Regions from separate parts of the Pan troglodytes genome. Here region 2 is linked to region 1. The links are chromatin contacts, called in public capture Hi-C maps. All regions are on one chromosome and are shown on one strand. Each heading gives the region's core, a stretch centred on a gene start, on an enhancer-like site or on the middle of the called end of the contact. The rest is flanking DNA. Distances are from core to core; before and after follow the strand shown.

Region 1 (6,702 bases), core at 2,039-4,538:
ATTGTGGATTTGCCTGCAACCTCACCTAAATCCAGCAATTCTGAACTCGGAATAGGGAAACACGGCATCCAATTCCCAGGGGAGCTTGTGAAACACACACACACACACACACACACACACACACACACACACACACACACATCGCTACCCATGTGGTTGTGTCTTGGTAGGACTGTAGTGTGGCCTGAGAATCTGCATGTTTACTGAACTCACCAGGTGATTCTGCCACATAGCCAGGTACAGGAACCACAGCTCTAACCCAGCATGAAGTGATCGGCGGTGGATACATCAACTTCCAAATTGGCCCCCATTCTGTTCCCTCTCTGTGCTTCTCCACTGCTTCTCAGCTGCCACGCTACGCTCTGTGTGCGTGCCCGTACGTGTGTGCATGCTCAAGAGTGTACAGTTCTCAGATCCACCCTCCCTACAATGAATGAAACTCTCCCACAGCCCTTCCCTGCCAGTTTTGAGAATCACTGCTTTCCTCATTTCCACGTCTCAGGCTGCATAGGAGAGGAAGTTCATCTGTGTGTGCACTGGGCTTTGGGATGCTGTTCCTTTGTTGGAGGGAGCAGAGCCCTTCCATGGCCTTGGGGGACATTTGGAAATGAAAGGAAAAGGTGCACCCCAGAGGTGGGGCTGTCTCTGGCCTGGACACGTGCTCTGTGGACCAACAGTTTTGCCATTGATAGGTGGTCTTACAGGGGGTCGTATAAAATTCCTCTGGAAATGCTGGGCGTGGTGGCTCAGGCCTGTAATCCCAGCACTTTGGGAGGCTGAGGCAGTTGGATCACAAGGTCAGGAGATCGAGATCAGCTTGACCAATATGGTGAAATCCTATCTCTACTAAAAATACAAAAATTAGCCAGGCATGGTATCGCATTCCTGTAATCCCAGCTACTTGGAAGGTTGAAGCAGGAGAATCGTTTGAACCTGGGAGGCGGAGGTTGCAGTGAGCCAAGATTATGCCATTGCACTCCTGCCTGGGTGACAGAGCAAGACTCTGTGCCCCCCCCCTCCAGAAAAAAAAATCCTCTGGAAAGAAAGGTGCCGCGTTAGCTGTGAGGTGTGCCCACAGTGCCAGCCCACAGGGGCTGCTTTCTGTTTCGGGTCCTTGCCCCTTCCTGGGAATGCATGGGTAATAAAAGGAGCAGAACTGGCACTCAGCTCAGTCACTGATGATAGATGACGCTGCTTACACAGTGAGAAGGGCTCTGAGCCAGGGTGGAAGGGCCCACACCATGCCTTGGGGGATTTACTTTGAGGAAAAACTCGGGGGCCTTTTGTCCCTAGGGGTGCCCCAGAAAGCCTCCTCAACCCTGTTTCTCTAGGCCCACAGGCACGCCTTGCCCACTCCACATGCTTGCCTCTAGGCCAGTACCTGCCCACCCCACTTCCCTTGATGTTCTGTGCTCCAAGTCCCCTCCCCTTTGCCTCAGAAGACAAGCACAGGCCTCTTGTCACCTGAAGGGCTTCCTGCCCTTGCCACAGGGAGAACAGAGGTGTGTAATGGCACAAAGGGGGCATTGCAGGGCATGCGCCTTGCCTGGGTTGCCCCCAGCGTGGCCCCTGGCTCCTGACTTCCTTCCGAGATTGAAGAAGGAAGTCGTGTGCACAGAGGTCAGTAACAGCCCTACCAGCCCCGGCTCCCTGTGTCAAAAATGCAACAGCTCACACCTCACTTGTCTTTCCACATCTTCTTTCCTGCCTGTCTATTCTTCTATCCTGCTGACTTTTATTTTTATTTTTTATAAAGTCCAATTAATCAATTTTAAAAAATAGATTGTACTTTTGGTGTTGTAACTCTTTCTCGTGCACTCACTCTCTCGCCTTCTCGCTCGCTCTCTCTTTGAGACAAGGTCTTGCTCTGTTGCCAGGTTGAAGTGCAGTGGCATGGTCATGGCTCACTGCAACCTCGACTTCCTAGGCTCAAGTGATCTTCCCACCTCAGCCTCCCGAGTAGCTAGAACCACAGGTGTGTGCCACCATACCCGACTAATTTTGATTTTTGTGGAGATGGAGTTTCACTCTGTTGCCCAGGCTGGTCTTTAACTCATGGCCTCAAGTGATTCTTCCACCTCAGCCCTCCAAAGTGCTGGGATTATGCATGAGCCACTGCACCCATCCTCGGTTGGCTTTTTGAGCCTCTTTCTCTTTGTTTCCCCTTTTGGATCAATAGTGAACACGTGGGGGCTACCCTGCATTCTGATGTGGCCAATCCCTGGTCCTGGCCCCCTAGATTAATGCCCTGAGTCAATCAGCCATCCTCCAGACCATCCTCAATCTTATCCCTGGTCCTGGCCCCATCCTTTGAATCTTGCTGACCTGAGTGGAGGAAGTAGACAGGGAAGGAATCTAGCTGGGGAGGAGGAAGGAGGGCTTCTTCCTTGCCTCCACTCAACAGCTCTCTTTGCTATGTCCTTCGAGTGCTCTCCGATTAAGACGGCCTGGCTCAGGCCCCTCTTATACCCTGTTGCTCTCAGCACTTACATATCATGGCCATGACTTTGCAGGTTGACAGGAAACCAAAGCTTCATGTGAGCACATGCTATCATCCCAGTTAGATCAAAGAGGGCAGGAGATGCACCCTGCACTCACTAGTGCCCTGCACGCTAGCAGAAGTCCAGCTGCTTGGCTAACTGGTTACTCCTGGTGAGACATTTCCTGGCTTCCTGGGAGGCACTGAAGGCAGTTTCCACCAGAGGCTTGGTCTCCAGGAAAGCCAACGCAAAGAAGAGCTAGCTCTCTTGGTGGGAAGAATTCCTGGGCTTATAAAGGAAGCATTTCAATGACCAAAGCACTGTGTTTACTCATTCATTTATTCTTTCATTCATTAATTCCTAGTAGGCCTACTCAGTGCCAATCTAGGTAATACACAGTCCCTGGGAGCTTACCATCTTGTTGGGAAGATGAGACTTGAAACAATGGGACAAGGCAAATAAGATTAAATGCCCCAGATACTTGATTTGAATCATGGATTGAGGAGGTAAGAGAAGAATGGTGGGGCTGTAGGAGAGGGTCGGTGCTCTCTAGGAAGCAAGCGGTTTCCCAGCCCTGGAAGAAAGGGAAGGATTTAGACATGTAGATGAGAACATGGAAGACCTTCCAGACACAAGAAATGAGCCAAACCTCGGTGTTTTGCAGTGAGAGCAGAGGGCGTTCTGGGGCAGTGGAGGGAGCTTGAAGAAATCAGTGTGGGTTCTGTGCTGCTGCCCTGGATGCAGCAGGCCGGTGGGCCATGCTGGCCATTCCAAGCCTTGTCTGGGAATTGCTCTGGTAACCAAGAATGCACTGAGAGTGACGGACGTGCTGAGGCTGCACTCCCCTCTTCCCATGCCCTATGAGCAGGCCCAGGCGGGGCCGAGGCCCCATCTAAACCACTCTTGTCTTGGTTCCGGCCCAGAAGTAGCAAGAGAAGCTGGAAAGGCAAAGCTTCTTGATTTCCACTGCTTTCTGAGCTGGCCAGGTGGAAGGCAGCCAGGGAGGAGCAGCTGGCGACAGCCCGCCTGACTGCCTCGGATGGCAGGCAGCTACTCAAGGGAACAATTGGGCAGAAGCAGGGGGCAGGGGGGTCAGGGAACATGGGCCAGTGGAATTCTGAACAAGGTCAAAGTCCAATTTGGTACAGTGCTTGATTACCAATTTAAATCTCATCTTTCCTTCCAGAGTGGCTGCCCCCTGCAGGAGAGGCCAGGGCTGCCACAGGGGAAATTTGCATTTTAGGACTCCAAGTGCAGGGCGCCCTGGCAGGGCTGTACTCAGCCGGCGGTCCAACGGGTGCTCGCCCTTGCACCTGGCAGTCGCATGTTGAATATGCTCCTATTTTCCCTACTTCTGGCTGCCTGTATGCTTGGGAAACAAACACAAAACGAAAAACTCTTCTTACCTCTTGCAGTCAGGGGAGGATCCCAAAGCATGCAGGGTGGGAGGTGGTGGGGTCTAGACAGTGGGTAGTGATCGTAGGTTTTTCACACCTGAGGCTGGAAGAAAGTGCTAAGGGATTGGCAGTCAAATGGGCAGCAGGGCACTTAAGGGGGTGATGTGGAATGGAGCCCATAGAAAGAGGCAGGAATCTGGGGTGCAGTGGTGGCTCAAGGGTGGGTTCTACAGAAATGGTTGATCGATTGATTCCAGGCATGTAATTCGGTTTGAAAACAAGCTCCTTTGAGACTCTTCCCTTGGGGCAGTTGGTTCTCAGTCTTTGACTTCACCTGGGGTGCTTTTGAAAATATTAATGCCTAATTGCTAATGGCCTGGAAATTCTTTCCTACTTTATTTTATTCATCCATTCATTCTCATCAAGAAAGCAAACCTATGCTTTTTAAAATTTTTAATTTTTGCTCCTAAAAAAGCAAACCTAAACCTGCAAATTCTGATTTAGCAAATCCACAACTTCTGTCTCTTCCCATCAACACCAGTACCTCTACCACCATTACCACCATCCCAAGGTAAGGTGTGGAAAGCTCCTCTGCCCTGGCATGTCCTACAGAACTCCCTGGGGTGGGTCTTTTTGTTACCCCTTTACCATTAAATCAACACACATTTATTGGGTACCTAAGTGTTGGTGAGAATAGCTGCACAGCCTAAAGTCTAGGCTGCTTTTGGTGTTTGGTTTCTTTCGGCTGTATAGGACTTTCTGTGAGAAGAGGGAGTATATGGTGCAATTTGTTCATGACGTCAGAGTTCATGGGGACAATGACCTGCTTGCAGGGAGTTTGCTTGCTGGCATATCCAAAGGCAATGCCTGTTGCAATCTTTTAGCTGCTGTGGGGCTGGGCATCAGGACTGGATTACCCAACACCCTGTGACCAGGAGCCTTGTGGGTACACACACACACACACACCCACACCCTTCCTTACCTGAGGCACCTGAAGATACATTTTGTGCATCCTGCAGTTAAGTTGATGGTCAACCAGGCTTAGCTGGCCCAGACTCCATCTGAGTAATCCTGGGACTCATGGAGTGCACTTAGATTTATTGTGGGCCCCAGGGGTTCATCACTCTTCCCTTTTCAGGTGACAATGGGGACAGAAGCTGCCGTGATGGGGACCCTCTGTTATCTTTTCTTGTCTGACTGGAAGGAGAAAGGAATGCCTGAAATCAGCCTATTGCAGAGGACAGTGGGCTCCCTCAGGACTCAGAGTCCTCAGGCTCTCACTAGTGTCCATGGCTGGCAGGATGTCTGGGAGGCTACTCAGAGATGGCCACTAGATAACCAGGCTACATATGATATTTGCTGGGACACGTTCCCCACATGGAAACTCCAACCCCACCCAGTCCCATTTGCCACTCACCTTGGAAGTGTTAGGAGCTTTCGTGGGGGCACATTTAGGCCCCACTGCAGATCAGAAATCCTCAGTAGCTCCAGGGGCCCACAGCGTAAAGCCCAGAGGCCTTCGGGTGCCATCCAGGACATTTTGTCATCTCCTCCCAACTGTCCCCTCCAGCCCCTTCTGCCTTTCCTCTCCCTTGGATCTTCTGCTCAGACTGGCCCCCTCTCTGCCCACCTCACCCCTGACTCACCTAGGATGTTCCCCAGGCCTTTGACCCCACGTGCCGTTAGTACCGAAGGTGGGGAGCACTCGCTTTCTCCCTGGATGCCTACCAAATCCCGCCACACATTCTAGGACCAGTTCTAGGAAACCTGCCTCCACTGGGAGTGATTTCTGGGCGTTTCTCCAGGGTGGTGCCTTGTATTAATCACCTCTGCATCTGCATTGCTTGGCATGGTGTGAAGAAGACTCTCAAGAAGCCCTGGCTGGATCAACACTCGCACATGAATGATCTCTGTCCTTCCTGCGGCACTCTGCCTTAGGTGTGCTTGTTTGCATGTGCGTGTATCATCTTAACCACCTCATGAGCTCACAGAAGGCACAGCCATGCATTTCACTCCTCTACGACCTCACAGGCAGCCAGGCCTCTTGTGCATGCAAGTGTTCTGTGATAGATGTGTTCTGATGATAAGGAAGACAGACATTGAAAGTAGCTTTCTTTCTGCTCCCTGATTTGGACCCTGGGCTCCAGCCAAGCCTGTTTCTTCACTGTCCCTGTCACATGCTCCCTGCTCCCCTGGGCGATCACATTTGCTCATTCTGTTCTCTAGTCCCTACTTTTGTCCCCAGTCCTGGTTATTGTCCCCAAGGTCAGATTGAACCCCACCTCATCCATAATCTCCACCTCCAGATCTCTTGGGACTGGAAGACTGCAAAGATGCTCAGTTCACCAACTGGAGTACCCAAGCAATACCATAGTTCTTCATTTTCTGTAAAATGGCTCAATGCTGACTTCACATCCCCATCATACTGGGCTGTCCAGAAATTCAACCCAGGTCTTTCTTTGGTCACCCTCTGGTCCCCTACTGGGTTGGCTAAAGGCTCCCAGCCCCTCTTGCCATGGGTCCATACTGGTCACAGTGGAGGATGCCCCTGCCTGGCAGGTGTGGTCTCTGTGGATCTACCGTGCTGCGTCTTGCTGGTCACCTTTGAGTTACGGGCTTCTGTGGTGAGCCCAGTGCCCAAGGTCCAGCCTCCCTGCTGTGCCATAAAAGCCATTCCTTCTGAGAGCCTCTCAGTGTGAGGTGCTTTTGGGGAGCAGGTTGTAAGTTTCTATTGATTTGGGGACCCACAGGCCACTCCCCAATTACTGATTTTAGTCTAGGAACATCCCACTCCTCAAGTCCCGTTCTCCTCAACTTTGGAAAGT
Region 2 (6,702 bases), core at 1,392-3,891, 96 kb after region 1:
TTTAGTAAAGACAGGGTTTCGGGTTTCGCTGTGCTAGCCAGGATGGTCTCAATCTCCTGACCTCGTGATCCTCCCGCCTCGGCCTCCCAAAGTGCTGGGATTACAGGCGTGAGCCACCGCACCCAGCCTTATTCTTTTTTAATGCTGAATAGTATTCCATCATATGGATAGACTACAGTTAATCTATCCATTCATCTGTCAATAGACATTCAGGTTCCTTCCACCTTGTGGCTATTGTGAATAATGCTGCTATAAACATTGGTGTACAAGTTGCTATTTTTAATTATTTAAAAAAGATTATTTTAAAAATTAGTAGATAAAAACCATTAAAACCCAAGGCTGATGGGAAGAAAATGGCAAAAAAAAAAAAAAAAAAAAAAGGATATTGAATGGTAACATACAGGGAATATCTGTTTCTTCCTTATTCATTTATGTCAACCTTTTCATCCATAACCAGTTATCAGATACCTCATAGATTTAATAATAGCTTTAGGGGTGGAAGGAGAGGAATAAACACCCACTGAATATACCTAGTAAGAACATTTAAAAATAATTAAAGAACATTTAAAAATAATTTGAAAATATTTTAAAAGTATATCTTGGAGTAGGGGTAAGAGGGTTCATTCTACCTTCTCACTTTCCTGGCTCAGTCTCCATCCCCAGGGGTTGGGAATTTGTGACCTGGTACAAGTTCCTGGGGGCCTGACGGGCTGAGTGCCCCCAGGAAGTTTCCAAGGGCCCTGGAAGGTTTATAGGCAAGACACCTTGGGGTCATTTCCTCCCCTCTACCATCTGGCCCCATTTGCTGTACTGAAGTGAATTCCAGTAAGATTAACACCCTTGATAAGGGAAGAGAAATGAAGAGGGAAGAGCTCTTTGACTTGGTCCTGGGAAATACACTTCTGTCTCTTGCCACACTGGAGGGCCAGCAATAGCTGAGCTGCCAGGGAGTGGGGGTCGGGCTGTAAAGTGAGACTTCCTTCAGTTCCCCACCTCCACTTCCTTATATTAGGAATTTTAACAAAAGGAGGAACATGAAACCAGATAGTAATAATCTATCAGCCTTTCATGTTGTCCTGGGAAATCTGCTTGAGAAGCCACACACAGGGGGTGAGTCACAGGGGTCCAGCCTTGCATTGGCTGGGAGGATCTCCTGATCCCTTGGAAGAAAGCTAGTCCTGCTCCTATTGGAAGGGAGCAGACCCAAAGGCCGCAGCGATTGCCTGGCTCGGTGACACTGGAACGCATTTCTACCACCAGGGCCTCCCAGCTTCTGCTCAGCTCCTGGCAGGCAGTGTGTGTGGGTTCTCGAAACTGTCTGTGAAGTTTGGAAGGAAGTCCTGACTAGGTTAGGAAAATAAGAAAGACAGTCCATGGCACAGCCAACAAAATCTGTGTATGAGTGTCTGCCCCGTAAAGACAGGCCACGAAGTCTGCACCTGGTTCAAATTATCCGACTCATCCCTCCCAGGGGTGGCAATTCTGATGTGACTGAAAAAGTGTGAAGGCTTCTTAATCCTGCAGAAAAATCACACTTTCCATAGTAACAGCTCAGTCCTGGTTTGGATCTTAAGACTTGGGCCTGGCAGGCAGGTCAGTGCTCTGAAATCCTAGAAGGGAAGATTTACCAACTCTCCCATGGCAACTGTCTGGAAACTGACTGGCCACAGTGACCACCGGCTCCTATCTTCTGGGTCAGGCCTCAGCCAACTCTTTTGCTCCCCTCCATCTCTGTGGGCCACCTCTCTCTGTTTACCGTGGACACGTCTTTTCCATTTTCTGGAAGAAAATGAGAAAAAGAATCTAGAAATTATTGCTTTTTTTTTTTTTTTTTTGAGATGGAGTCTCACTCTTTTTGCCCAGGCTGGAGTGTAGTGGCGCAATCTCGGCTCACTGCAACCTCTGCCTCCCAGGTTCAAGCAATTCTCCTGCCTCAGCCTCCCGAGTAGCTAGGATTATAAGCAAGTACTACCATGCCCGGCTATTTTTTTGTATTTTTTAGTAGAGACAGGGTTTCACCATGTTGGCCAGCAGGCTGGTCTGAAACTCCTGACTTCAAGTGATCCTCCTGCCTGGGCCTCCCAAAGTGCTGGGATTACAGGTGTGAGCCACCAAGCCCAGCCAAGAAGTTTTCTCTAGCTCTGTGTACAATGCATTCTGGGCAATATAGATCTGTTATAAGGGCTTGGTGAAAGGGGGTGGGGTAGGGAGACACAATGTCCTAAAATGTAGGAGCTGGAACAATAAGAGCTGGCATTTAAAAAAAAAAAGTTTTCATAAACACCAGCCTTGGTGCCTCATTTCATTTACTCCTTACCACAAATGACTGGAGGTAGTTGCCTGATTTTATAGGTGAAGGCAGGTTAAGTAACTTGTCCCTGTCCACATGTGTTGTAAGTGGCAGCACTGACATTCAACTCAACCCCATCTCAGCCCAGGGCCCATGTTCTATCACTAAGCTACCCGCAAAAGGACTTTGGAGAGCACCTTGCTTAGAGCTCTCATTTATCCAATGCAGTGGAGGCTCCAGGGTCCCAAGGGACTCCCTCAAAGTCATGTAATTAGCTAATGAAAAAGTTGGGATGAGAAGCCAGATGCCCTGTCTCCTGCGCCAGGGTAACATGGTTGAAAGAGCTTGTGACTGTGCCCTTAGAGTCGGGGTGACCTCAGGCAAGCTGATGATCACTGAGCTGCCAAGTCGCCATCCGTAGAACCAGCATGGAAGAGACCTACCTTGTAGTTTGCAGTGAGGGTTAGATGCAAGAGTCGACGCAAAGCTCCCAGTGTTGAACTTGGTGCTTGTTAGAGATTTAACACAGTTACTATTATTTACCCTGGCAATGGTACCATCCTATTTCACTCACACAGTTTCTCCTTGTTTGCTAAGATAATAACTAAGTCTGTTTCCTCGGCTGGACAGGGGCGGAACTGGGCACAGGGCAGGCCCCTGCCGACCCTTACAGATCAGCAGAGAGAACCTCTTACTTGGCCCATGGTTTGGAGTAATAATCAAAACCCGTGCTTGGGATCCAAGAACTGGGCTGAGCCCTGGGCTGGAGCTGACCTACCATGAGGGAGATGACAATACAGTGACCAATGTCCCAGTTTACACAGGACTGAGGGGTTTCCCGGGACGTGGGCCTTTCAGTCCTCAAACCAGAACATTTCTGGAAATGGCTGGCCACATGACAGCAGCAAGTCGGGGCCAGGGTGAATACCCTTGGGCCTCGGTAGAGCGAGGAGTGGCTTCCAGAAGAGAGTTTGGGGCATCCCAGCGGCAGTGTCTGGGGCCACCCTGGAGAGTTATTTCCTGGTAAAGGTGAAGGGCTTTGGAGCAATGAAGTAATTCCTGGGAAAAGAAGCCCATGGGCCTTAAACTCCTGTGGGGCAGGGAAGCCAGGCCGCTCTTGGGCCCCTAGAGCACTGAGTTCTGATATTGAGGGCCCCAGGATTGGGGTGCTGCAGAGACTTGGGCGAACAATGTCATGAAGAGGGGGAGGCCAAATGGCCTCCACTGGGCCTTTGGTGGCAACATTCTCCTCTCAGCATAGATTCTGGGAAAGGTGAGGCTTTCTGGCGCCCCCTAGGGCCCAAAGGCTGGAGCAAGCCCGATGGGGAAAAGGCACTGCAGTTGCTCTGGGCCTTGGATGAGACTTCCTCTCGTGGGCCTCCATTCCCCCATCTGTGAGACGCCTAAATGACTCAGGGACACGTCTAGCTGAGACAGTGGGTGAGGCAAAGCAAAGACATTGATACTACTTTCTCTCTTTTTTTCTTTTTCTTCTTTTTTTTTTTTTTTGAGATGGAGTCTTGCTTCGTCACCCAGGCTGGAGTGCAGTGGCTTGATCTCGGCTCACTGCAACCTCTGCCTCCTGGGTTGAAGCAATTCTCCTGCCTTAGCCTCCAGAGTAGCTGGGACTACAGGTGCGTGCCACCACACCCGGCTAATTTTTAGACGGGGTTTCACCGTGTTAGCCAGGATGGTCTCTATCTCCTGAGCTTGTGATCCACCTGCCTTGGCCTCCCAAAGTGCTGGGATTATAGGCATGAGCCAACACGCCCAGCTCACTTTCTCTTTAAACTCCGTAAGAACTGCCCCATTTCATTAAAAAAAAAAAAAAAAAAAAACAGGTACAGTGGCTCATTCCCGTAATCCTAGCACTTTGGGAGGCCAGGGTGGGCAGATCACCTGAGGTTGGGAGTTCAAGACCATCCTGGCCAACATGGCGAAACCCCGTCTCTACTAAAAATACAAAACTTAGCCAGGCATGGTGGTGCGTGTCTGTAATCCCAGCTACTCGGGAGGCTGAGGCAGGAGAATGGCTTGAACCCGGGAGGCAGAGATTGCAGTGAGCTGAGATCGTGCCACGGCCCTCCAGCCTGGATGACAGAGTGAAACTCCATCTCAAGAAAAAAAAGGGAGCAAATGGCTCATGATCATGGCCCAAGATCATGAAGTCTTTGTCAGTCTGTGCAATTCAGGAACGCAGGGCAGAAAATAGTCTTGATCTGTCCTCTCTCTCCCTCAATGAGCACAATTTCCAGCTGCTTCCCTAGTGGTTTGGCAAAATAGAGCAGTCAGAAGTTTAGGAGTCCAGCTTTCAGTCCTGGCCGTGCCTGTTCCTGTTCCCAAGTGTCCTTTTCACATGTCTGAGCCTATGTCCCCATCTGTGAAGGGTGGGGGCATGGGGCATTCCTATTTTGATTCTCTCAGAGGTTGTTGCAAGAAGCAAATATGAAAGGGCTTTGAAAAAGATAAAGTTCCACTCATACTTAAAGGATTATTGTTTACTTAATTCCTTGAAAGAAAATCACAGTGGGAACTTCCTCAGGCCCTGGAGGGTTGAGTTTTCTGGGGGTAATTTCAATTTATCTGATGGGGATTCTACACATGCCTGGCTGGTGGGGGACCCACATCTGGGAGACATACTCGCTCAGCTGCATCTCACTGTTATGTGAACGGGCCAAGTGTGGCCTCAGTGGCTTGGCCTAACATGTTCCTGTCTTGTTCATTTATTCACAGCAGGCTAGGACCATTAGCCCAAAGCCAGCCAGTGCTAAACTCAAATTCTTACATATCCAATTGCTTGGAATATCATCCAAATAAACATACAGATGGTCCCCGACTTACAATGGTTCCGTTAAAAATGTTTCAGCTCTACAATGGTGTAAAAGCACTGTGCATTCGGTACGCTCTCTGACCTTCGATGGGGTTAGACATTTTCAGCTTATGATGAGCTTGTCAGGAGGCAGCCCCATCGTAAGTTGGGGAGCATCTGTATTTCTGGCCATTTAGAGCCTACCTATTTTGCATATTCCAACATCTGCTGACCATGGATAAGACAAACCCTGTGGCTGTGAAGGACTCCACATCGCTACTGCCCTTCAGAGCTCTTGGACCCAGGGACTCCCCACCTTGTGGAGGGACATCACCCGGACAACTCCCTTTCTTCCCCAGGAGCTCCCCAACCCTAGCCCTACTCCCCTTCTGGGTGGTGGTCTTGCCTGCCAGCTGCAGAAGGCCCCTTGCCAGGAGGGACACACCGTCTCCTTCCACACTGTCCAAGTGCCACCGAATATAGCTTGTTGCATGTTGCTGCCTCCCATGGTCTGGTGTCTTCCTGGATCAAACCTGACATTCTCAAACTTATTGCACTCCCTCTGTCTGTTCCTTAGTCAAAAAAATCTCAGACAGTTTTCCAGTGGCTCAGTGTAGGTGCTGTGTAAATAAAGCCTCCTTCACCTGCAAGTTCTGCTGCGTGAGGCTGTGCTCCTCAGGGCACGAGGCCTTTGGGATGGGCAGTGACTCCTGGAATCCAGAGGGACAGAAACCCAAATGCAAATGCCCAGGCTCCAGGCTCAGGTGACATCTGTGGTCAGACACCTGCGGCTGGAGGTGGGAATGGCCAGAGGAGCTGCTGGGGCAAAGGTAGGAACTAGGGCAGACAGGCCTTCAGGGTGCTGTTGCTGGAAGGGTGGAGCTTGGCAAGTAATCTTTCCAAGAGAGATCACTGGAGAGGGTCCCACAGAGATAAGGAGATCGAAGTCTGTGAAGCTGTGTGAAACGACTTGCCCAGTTCACATGCTAATTACGGGCAGAGCTGGGATGCCTGATAATGACTCTTGAACCACAGTCCCCTGCTTAAACTTGCAGGGGGCCCATTTGTACCAGAGAGTGAGTCACATGATTTGCCATGAGCACAGTACTTGCAGACTGGCCATCATCTTTATCTTGCAGCTGTAAAATCAGAATATCCCATTCCCCTGGCTGCTGTGATTGGTTCCGGGTGGAAAGTATTTCAGCAGAGCTGGTGATAATCAATGCCACTTTTCCTGTACTTACTGAGAGTAAGGCACATGGTCTTTCTAGCTATGCACAAACCTGGACAGTGAGGGCCTGGACCTGCCATGCAACTCTTGCCCCACATAGAGACAGAGAATAAAGACAGCCCAGAGAATAAACACAGGAGACACAGACTGAATCCTGGTAATATTGTTTGAGCTCACAGATCAAGCTTCACCTGAAGTTCTCCTGGGACTTTTTAGTCATGAGAAATTCTTTTCATATAACGAATTTGAGTCAGATTTTCTCTCTATGTAGCTTTGGCACTGGGGTGCCAAATCGGCCATCCCCCTATAGTTATTTTCCACTCCTATTCTTCAGCCATGGTTCTTTTGATCATCATAGTCATCTAATGCATC

What was found. Capture Hi-C pulls out chosen DNA fragments and counts their contacts.
Region 2: a contact with region 1 is called in a capture Hi-C map of stem cell-derived neural stem cells, with 2.2 times the contacts expected there. The contact joins two enhancer-like sites.

What each region holds. Positions count from the first base shown.
Region 1 is chr17:59,696,238-59,702,939 of NHGRI_mPanTro3-v2.0_pri, forward strand. No RefSeq gene overlaps it. Among named protein-coding and RNA genes, the nearest start is that of LIPG, 66 kb to the left of the region's middle. Within about 2 kb of position 3,289, at least 4 of the 24 cell types and tissues checked have an H3K27ac peak or open chromatin away from gene starts, as enhancers often do. A contact at or near this core is called in stem cell-derived neural stem cells, where this site is marked.
Region 2 is chr17:59,792,765-59,799,466 of NHGRI_mPanTro3-v2.0_pri, forward strand. No RefSeq gene overlaps it. Among named protein-coding and RNA genes, the nearest start is that of ACAA2, 87 kb to the right of the region's middle. Within about 2 kb of position 2,642, at least 3 of the 24 cell types and tissues checked have an H3K27ac peak or open chromatin away from gene starts, as enhancers often do. A contact at or near this core is called in stem cell-derived neural stem cells, where this site is marked.